Regions from separate parts of the Gasterosteus aculeatus genome. Here region 2 is linked to region 1. Evidence: chromatin contacts called from public Hi-C data. All regions are on one chromosome and are shown on one strand. The core of a region is the stretch at or near the end of the contact, and the rest is flanking DNA. Distances in the headings are between cores, read along the strand shown. Region 1 holds the start of lin7c (lin-7 homolog C (C. elegans)). Region 2 holds the start of slc17a6b (solute carrier family 17 member 6b).

Region 1 (4,034 bases), core at 1,465-3,964:
GTTTTTTCTATGTATGCACAATTAAAGGGTATCTGCATTTGCCACCATGTATTTTAGGTACAGAGCTTTGAGAATAACAGATGCAAATTATTTTGAATTTAATTACCAGTACTTGACTTTGTAACCATTAAAAACAAAAACATAACGGTGAACACAGTACATACAATAAACACGATTGCCCTGAGGCACTTGGTAGTGACTGTGATAAAATATTTAAAAACACTAACTTTCCAGTCAAATGAATTGTGTAGTTGGTCTCAAAAGCATTCAGAGTTGCATTCCAAAATAATGCACAAGTGTGAGTGACCACCTACACTGACAATCACGATGTTTGTCTAGAGTTATAGTGTCCAACGTAACAATGGCAAATATTTAAAAATGCTACAGAAGTGTAGAGTAGAAGTATAATATATGGTATATTTGAGAAGGAACTAAAACTAAAAACATGAGTATGTTTGTGAAGCATTTTTTGGGAGTGAGAGAGAAGGAAAGGAGAGGAAGAGAGAGAGAGGGAGGGAGAGAGAGAACACATGGCCCGAAGGCTAAAAGAGGAGAGACATGGGAGCTTGGGCATCAACACGGACAAACCCTACTGGGGGAAGTTGTTCTGTTGGCGGCGCTTCGCCGACCTCATTTTCTCAAAGCGGGACTCCATTTCCTCCAGGACTTTGGGGGTGTACCTCACTACCAGCTTCACTGAGCCCTGAGCCGCTTTGAGGAGTTCCACAGCTTTCTCGTGGTGCTCACCTTCCACACTCTGAGGGGGGGCACAGAAACACACGATAAGGTTTTCTCCCCGGCCTTTACTAGCACTTGTCTGGCCCGGAGTCTTACGCCACCAACTGTTGGTGAGGGAAATGGTGTAAAAACGGAGTACGAGTAACCTACGTACACGGCAGAATGCTGAAGGATCCCCACTGACAAATCAGAGGCAACATTGCGACGAACACTAACGATATCACCAACATGATGGTATACCTATGAGGTTTTTAATAGTTAATGTGCCCTAACTGCTGAAGTGTTTACTTTTATCACCTGGTGACCATTGAAGCAGAGGTTGCAAAAAGAAAAGCTAAACTTTGAACAGGTCTTGTGACTTGAACGTACCACCCCGTTGACAGAGAGAAGCTGGTCGCCTCTCTTCAGTCCTCCATGTCGGTCAGCGATGCCGGCTGGGATGATTCGAGAGATATATATTGGGGAATTTTGCTCCTTCCCGCCCATTATGTTGAACCCCAGACCTTCTTCCGTTTTGGGAAGCTCCACAACACGCGGATGCGAGTGTCCCTCACTTGCTGCAAAAGCTGCCACAGTCGCCTACGAATGAACACGGTCACGTCATTTAAGCAGTGCATATCATTCCATTTGTTAGACTCGACACGCAATGTGGAATGTACGTCTGGAGCAAAACAAAAAACAAATGGTCTGAAAATAAAGATGCTGGAATCGGGTATACCTTCGCTGTGGCGTTGGCCCGGACTTCCGGACTGCTGTTGATGTCCACCGTTTCATAAACATGTTCATAAACCTGAGGAGACGTTGCCATATTTACAAGTTGTGAAGATAAAGTCATTAAACAAAACCCTGTTTTCAAAAACACATTATTCTAACACTAGAAGAAAAAGGGAACTGACGGCATCTCACAGTCACGTGTTTTTTAAAGGGGACAAAAGGGTCTCACTTCTCTGACGGCGTTGCAGAATTCACTCTGTAAGACCCTCTGCAGGGCCTGCAGCTTCTGGGGAGGCACTTCCCCCGTCCTCTGGAGCTTATCCAGCAGTTCAACAGCACGGTTAATATCTGTCAACGAGAGCACACGTGAACCCCCCCGTCAAGGGTTTTATTGAGATCTGTACATTGTCACAATCACATCTTTTCTTTTTCTGTGTTGATGTCAGTACAACATCTGTACCATGCGATTGCTTAAAAGCAATGTGAGGAAGCTGGTCTTACATCACTGTGAATTAAAGTATTAAGAATGATAAACTTAAAACCATATAGCAACATGCAAATAACACTCCAAAACAGATATCATAAAAAAATGATCCTTTATTGCAATTTACTTCATGAGGGTTAGGGTTAGTAAATTATTAAAACATATTATTGACTTGATGTTTGAAATGTGATTTATTCCCTTTACCACCTCTGAAGGTGCAACAACAGTGTATGAAAACCTCCATCAGGCAACATTCGTTGAAGCCTTCCACCATCACCTTACAGGATTGCTGTGTGTTGTCACTCATATTAGTCAATTGGCTGATACACCAACTTGAGTGAAACCGTGTAATTTAGCTGTAAAACCTCTCGCTCCGTGACTATGTTAATCGTTCAGTCATATTAATACACACTGGCGATCAGCAGGACTCCCTTAGCCTACAGACGATGAACAGGAAAGTTAGATGACCGCCAGTCACCTGCTCTGCGTGGCTAACGCTAAGCTAGCTTAACGTTAGATCACAACAAATATCTCTGCGCTACCGCGAGCTAGCCAATCGACTTTACCTCTTTCCAACCGCACGGGCTCCCCAAGCGATGCCATTCTGTTAGCAAGCGGCTGTTTAATGTCCCCTATATTTAGCGTTAATCACTGGGTATGGAGAATACGGTAATCCCGGGGCTAGCGTTACGTCCGTCTAACAGAGACGGTAAATCAGATTAGCCGAGGTAGCCGGCTAGGCTATTAGTTGCTAGTGTCATGATGCATTCAAGTAACACTCGTAGAGTGAACAACTCGGAACCCGCGTATATCATTTTATTTTCCGAGTTTCTGATTGCTCGGAGCCGCCACTGAATGCATCTTCCCTGGCTAATGTGAAGAGGTCAATATTTTATTTTTAAACCTTTAAGACAAAGTTACGTATGTATGTAACACCATACACATATCACAATAACCACGGAGACCCGTGTTTAATGTCTAGGCGTTCGTTTTGTGTAATTCGTACATGAACTGTCGACCTTCAGTGCTGTGTTAAGCCCACTGCAGGAAGGCGACAGAAGCTGTCCACTCTGACCCCAGACCCAATTAAACAATCACACAATCATGTGTCACTGCATCATTCTTTTCACAGGGGTGCTGCATCTGGAAATAGCTGAAAGATGAAAGGATTACTACATAAATATCCTGTGTATCAAAGCATCACGGAAACAACCAGAAACCTCTCCGGCTATTTCCTGACACAGAGGATGTGTTCCCTCTGCCGCCCTCTACTGGCGGCAGAACGCACGGACACTCGACTACATAACTGCAGGAAACTGCTGCTGCACTGCTCCATGTGGGCGGAAACTTTGGAGCTTGAGTCACTTGTGACCACACCCCAAGTGCGGACCCACGGCACGGTGTCTTTGCCTTTGACATCTGATGAAATACACGGATTTAGGGTGCGGCCAGAGGCACAACACACGTGAATGTAGCGGAGCCGCAGTATTTACTGTCTCTTTTATTTCTACAAGATGCTCATTGTTTCTGTAAAAAAACGTTTCATTGTTGTTTTGTCTTAAAGCTTTCAGCCACAACTTTGGGTTTAACGTCAATGCTATGTCTTCCTGTAGGATGACTAAATACTTTTCAATTCTTACTTGTTTTGTGCAGCCATGACAAGAAACCTACTGGGTGATTCATGCCCATACTGCATGCTTATCATCTTCCTCGCAGGTGGATTAGAGATGATTCGCAAGCTTCTGTATAAAAAAAAGTAACTCACAGCATCTCCATCAGCCTCCTCTGGAGAATCCGAGACAAATATCTTTTCATTGCTTCATGAGGAAGGTTTTATTTTTTCTTCTCAAAAGGCCTCGTCCGGTTCTCTTCAGAGGTCACACTTACCTTCAGGTTGATGACGATGAAGTAAAATAAGGTGCTCGGGATCAAATGTAACACAAATATCAAACATAATTGAACTTTCGATGAGGCTTTTATATCAGTGTCTTCTCTTTCTAAAATATGTCATATTATGGGGAATAAGGGCGTGGTTGATGGTATTAAGTTGCAAAGTGAACATGTTAAATTGTTATCCAGCTGTCATCTCAAACTCTGG
Region 2 (4,064 bases), core at 217-2,716, 250 kb after region 1:
TTTATTGTATTTCAACCTCAGATTATAAAGAAAAAAGATATATGACCATGATAAACCATAAGCTATGCAAAAACGAGTAAAATGTATTAAAGAAACACCATTTACGTCCTATTGGTTGAAATTCCCCTCGTTGTTTCCCTTTCTATTAATTCGAGACACGGGCTGCAGGTTTATCACAATGCATTTAACGGATGGTAAATAAAATGGATTATAAATTATTAATGAATCTTCAAAAATGTGCGCGTTACCTGCGCGTCATGTATAACCTGTCTGCTTGTGAGATACACCTACAGGGCCCCTGCACCAGGACGAACTGGCTGCGTGCACGCTCCCATTCAGTGGCATCTAAGTACACGCGCTCATACACACCCACACACACAAGCATACACATGCACATGACTGCATAATTTTCCTCTCACGTCCAGAGTCTAGAGGCGTGACCAGAGATCCCTGTAAGTTGTAAAACAGTTTTGGGTGACCTGCACACCAACTTATCACCCTGACTCGTGTTTGGTTAAAAGAACAAGCACGCATATAATCACACCGCAACAGGAAATTGCTCCATGCCAATCAAGATTTTTTTTAAAAGGTCTGTCCTTACCTGTACATTTGACCCAGGGTCTTCCCCGCAAAGTCCTTCACCCCCGCCGCGGCTCTCGTCTTTACTGACTCCATGTCCGATTTCTACGTATAGGCCTGTTTCTCACTTGTATTTTAAATCTTAACCGTCATGTTACGGCGCAGGATGGCCAACTGCAGCGGCTACAAGGAAACCCACAAGCGAAGTTGTGATAAGCAGGAGTCCAGGGAGGTGACTATCAAAAAGACGAGTCTAATTTTCACAACGAAAGCGATCGCCGAAGCAAAAATAAAACATAAATAGAGGAGGAATCAAACGACCTTTGCGCCTTCATCCGCCACCATACCAGCTCCTGCCTGGCGCACAGTAGCCACGCCGAGTGCCATCACGACGGAACACAAAAATGAGTGAAACTGTCAGCGCCGTGGGATCGATCGGCTGTGGATTTTTCCGGAATCAAAAATAGAGAGTGCGAGTAAGAGAGATATATAGAGAGAGAATGAATGAACGGAAAAATAAAAGCGTTCAAAGTTTAGAAAGCAGAGGTGGTCGGGGAAGCTTCTATAAATCAAAGAGGGAGTGAGGCTGGATCGTGTCTCCTGTGATGCGCGCAGGTTCATCTGACGTCGTGTTCAGCACCGAGGTCAGCGACAGCAGTTCCGCGCTCAACATCTGGCCAGTTGCTCAGCACACATCAAGCCCAGGATCAACATATAACATGATAAAGAATTAATATATATGTATGACTTGGTTCATATCAGACATTTGAGAAAAAACACCGAGAGGGAGACGAAGAAATGTTTAGTTCGTGTTTCGCTTGTCGCTGCATATAATAACATTTAATAGGCTTTAACTCTATATATTAATCTTCCTTTGGCATTTTTATGCTCATATGTGCCTATATCTATTCAAAACAACAAGGACAGTCAACCCCATTTATGTAAGCTGCAACTCTCTGGAGGGCGGTGCTATGGAAACCAAATGAGCAGGAGTGGATTTCCCCCACAACAAGCTCCTCTGCTCAATGTAGGGATCCATCAATAATTTAATCCTATTTTCATTCCCCTGACAACCACATCTTCGCACTAAAGCATGCACACAATTTTTGAAACATTTTTTAATGTATATACATTTTATGAGATTTCAAAGATCTGATACTTTTCTCAATGCAGAAAAAATAAGTATTAGTAGTTTAGCATAATAATAAGAAATACGAAGGGAAAGAATGATTAGAAATTCAACAATACGAATTATACAGAAAGTACAACAGAAATACTAATGATAATAATAAAAAATAAAAAAATTCAAAGAGCTAAGATCTGCGATTAGAAGACAAAAGAGAAAGCCACACAAGCTGTGTCTTTCGTATGATTTGTTGGTATTGGACACCATCTAGTGGTCAAATGTACACAGAATATTGCTCTTCTACACAAGTACATGAAGCACCTTGCAAAATGATATTGTATATTACATCATTTTGTTTTTAGTAAAGTAAATTTACATTTAAAACTTGTTTTTGTGTATTGCCGCCTCTGTGGTATTTTCGAGCTTCACTGTGCATAGTGACCTCTGTGAAGCAGATAAACTGGAAACCACCACGTCTGCCTCCTGGAGGAAGTACATTTGTGTCCTCTCACCTTAAATATCAGTTGAACACTTACAATCATGAGTTGGTTTTGTGACATCAAATCACTAATTTGGAAGCCAATCTTGTTCAAAGATGGTACTTGCACAGGTGTTGTCTTGGTAATACTGAGAGTGCTTCTGAAGACATCTTGTGTCCAGTAGTGGAACTACAAAGTATTGTGATTTCACACAACACGTTGGTTTTACAGTTTAAGCTCTTTTTTTCTTAACCTCGCTCGTCACAATGTTCTTATTTAATTGTGTGTTTTGTGCAACAACAAAAACAACATATTCACTCTATAGATAGTATAGTATTTCTTTATTTACTGGGAATGTTAACAAGTTTCCTGCCTCTCAGCACAATCATTCTGAGTTCACAGTGAACTTATTACAGAATCATACAAAAACAAGTAAGCACAGAGGCGTAAGGCATTTGTTTTTTGGGAAACACATCATGCATGTTGCAAGAACATGCTGTGCACTTGTCAGACGTGTGCATAGCATGTTCAGGCTTAGCTTTCGACTGTGAACATTTGCTGATATCTGAAATCACAACTGTCTCATTTATAAAGAGGTTTCAATATAAACAGACAAGCTGTTTTTAGCTAAAGACAATCTCTGCGTCTAATCTCTGTTTCTTTATTCTTTATTACCCTTTCAAAAAGTAGCAGTGTATAGAATGCAATGAATTTGAAAAATTGTCTGAACCAACACGGCTCGGTTGTTGTTATGAGGCAACGAGTAGTACAAAATAAGAAATCGGGTGTTGTAAATCAATTAATAAATAAAAAAGCTTTAGGCTACACAGCACAAGCGAACCAATAAGGTAATTGCAGTGCAGCCCTTTTAAAAAGATTATTTATTATTTATATTTACAGGAACACTTAGTAACCAGAGTTACTAAAGGTCCTTTACTGAAATCCACACTCACAACGTGGGCACAAGAAATTCTTCTCCTTCTGTCGATTATAATGGTTTACGCCAACAGCATGGGGAGACAACAATCATGGGAAATTTGTAAACAGGAATATAGGCCATTTATTATCCATGTGAAACCCAAGGAGGAGTAAAGTCGACAATTGATCAACCTCGACTCACGCACATGAACTGATTGTATCCAAACAGAAACTCTGTCAGAGATATTCTCGGTGTAGTCTTTTCTCCTGGTAGGAATCTAATTGGTCCCACAGCTAGTTGGAAATACACATGTAAGATGCAATACGTGAGCCTGCACCTGCTGTCTCACCATGTTACTAAGAAAGGGTGGACTGATATTCACACCCTTAATTGTTACAGTATCACTGCAGTATGAAGGAGGTACCTGGTTTTCAAATGCACTGACTTTCTCTAAACATCCTCTAATAACAAAACTGACAACCTCATAGCCGGGCTACAGATCAGTGGAACTGAGCAATGTGTAGCTACCAATTAAAAAACAGGCTACAGTAATAGTTCAATGATAGAAAAGACATGTTATGCATAAGGTACATCTCTGAAATGATATGATCTTTTTTAACCACGTACATTTCTTTTTTGAAACATTTGAGTCCTTCATCTTGTATTCCAATCAGAAGAATCACATGCAGAACATTTAATAAATGATATCTTAGCTGACTATTTTAAGGATAATTACATCTACTGTCACATGTTCAACACAACAAACTTTAACTCTATTGGCACATACAGAGATTATTACTTTTCAATAAGAAGACATTACACGGGGAATGATAAAGGCTGCATTTTTTGCTCTTTGCTTCTTCCCGCTATCGTTTTATGGCACAGGAATGTTTCATCCATTCAAAAAGCAGATTAGGTAAAAGGTTGCATCCTAATGTAGGAGTCCATTCGGCAGTAAAAG

What was found. A called contact is a pair of places that touch in the nucleus more often than the background predicts.
Region 2: a Hi-C map of tail fin shows a contact between it and region 1, with 3 times the contacts expected there. The contact joins the promoter of slc17a6b here to the promoter of lin7c in region 1. A contact is called at or near these places in 4 of 6 Hi-C or Micro-C datasets (skeletal muscle, tail fin and whole body).

What each region holds. Positions count from the first base shown.
Region 1 is chr12:10,146,676-10,150,709 of fGasAcu3.hap1.1, forward strand. lin7c (lin-7 homolog C (C. elegans)) reads right to left here and starts at 2,715. Exons shown (of 5, transcript XM_040202144.2): 1 at 2,503-2,715; 2 at 1,682-1,800; 3 at 1,457-1,528; 4 at 1,108-1,317; 5 at 1-757. The coding sequence starts at 2,539. The coding sequence ends at 590.
Region 2 is chr12:10,399,918-10,403,981 of fGasAcu3.hap1.1, forward strand. slc17a6b (solute carrier family 17 member 6b) reads right to left here and starts at 1,467. Exons shown (of 13, transcript XM_040204979.2): 1 at 901-1,467; 2 at 602-762. The coding sequence starts at 675. It overlaps ano5b (anoctamin 5b), which reads right to left. Exons shown (of 20, transcript XM_040201349.2): 20 at 2,509-4,064.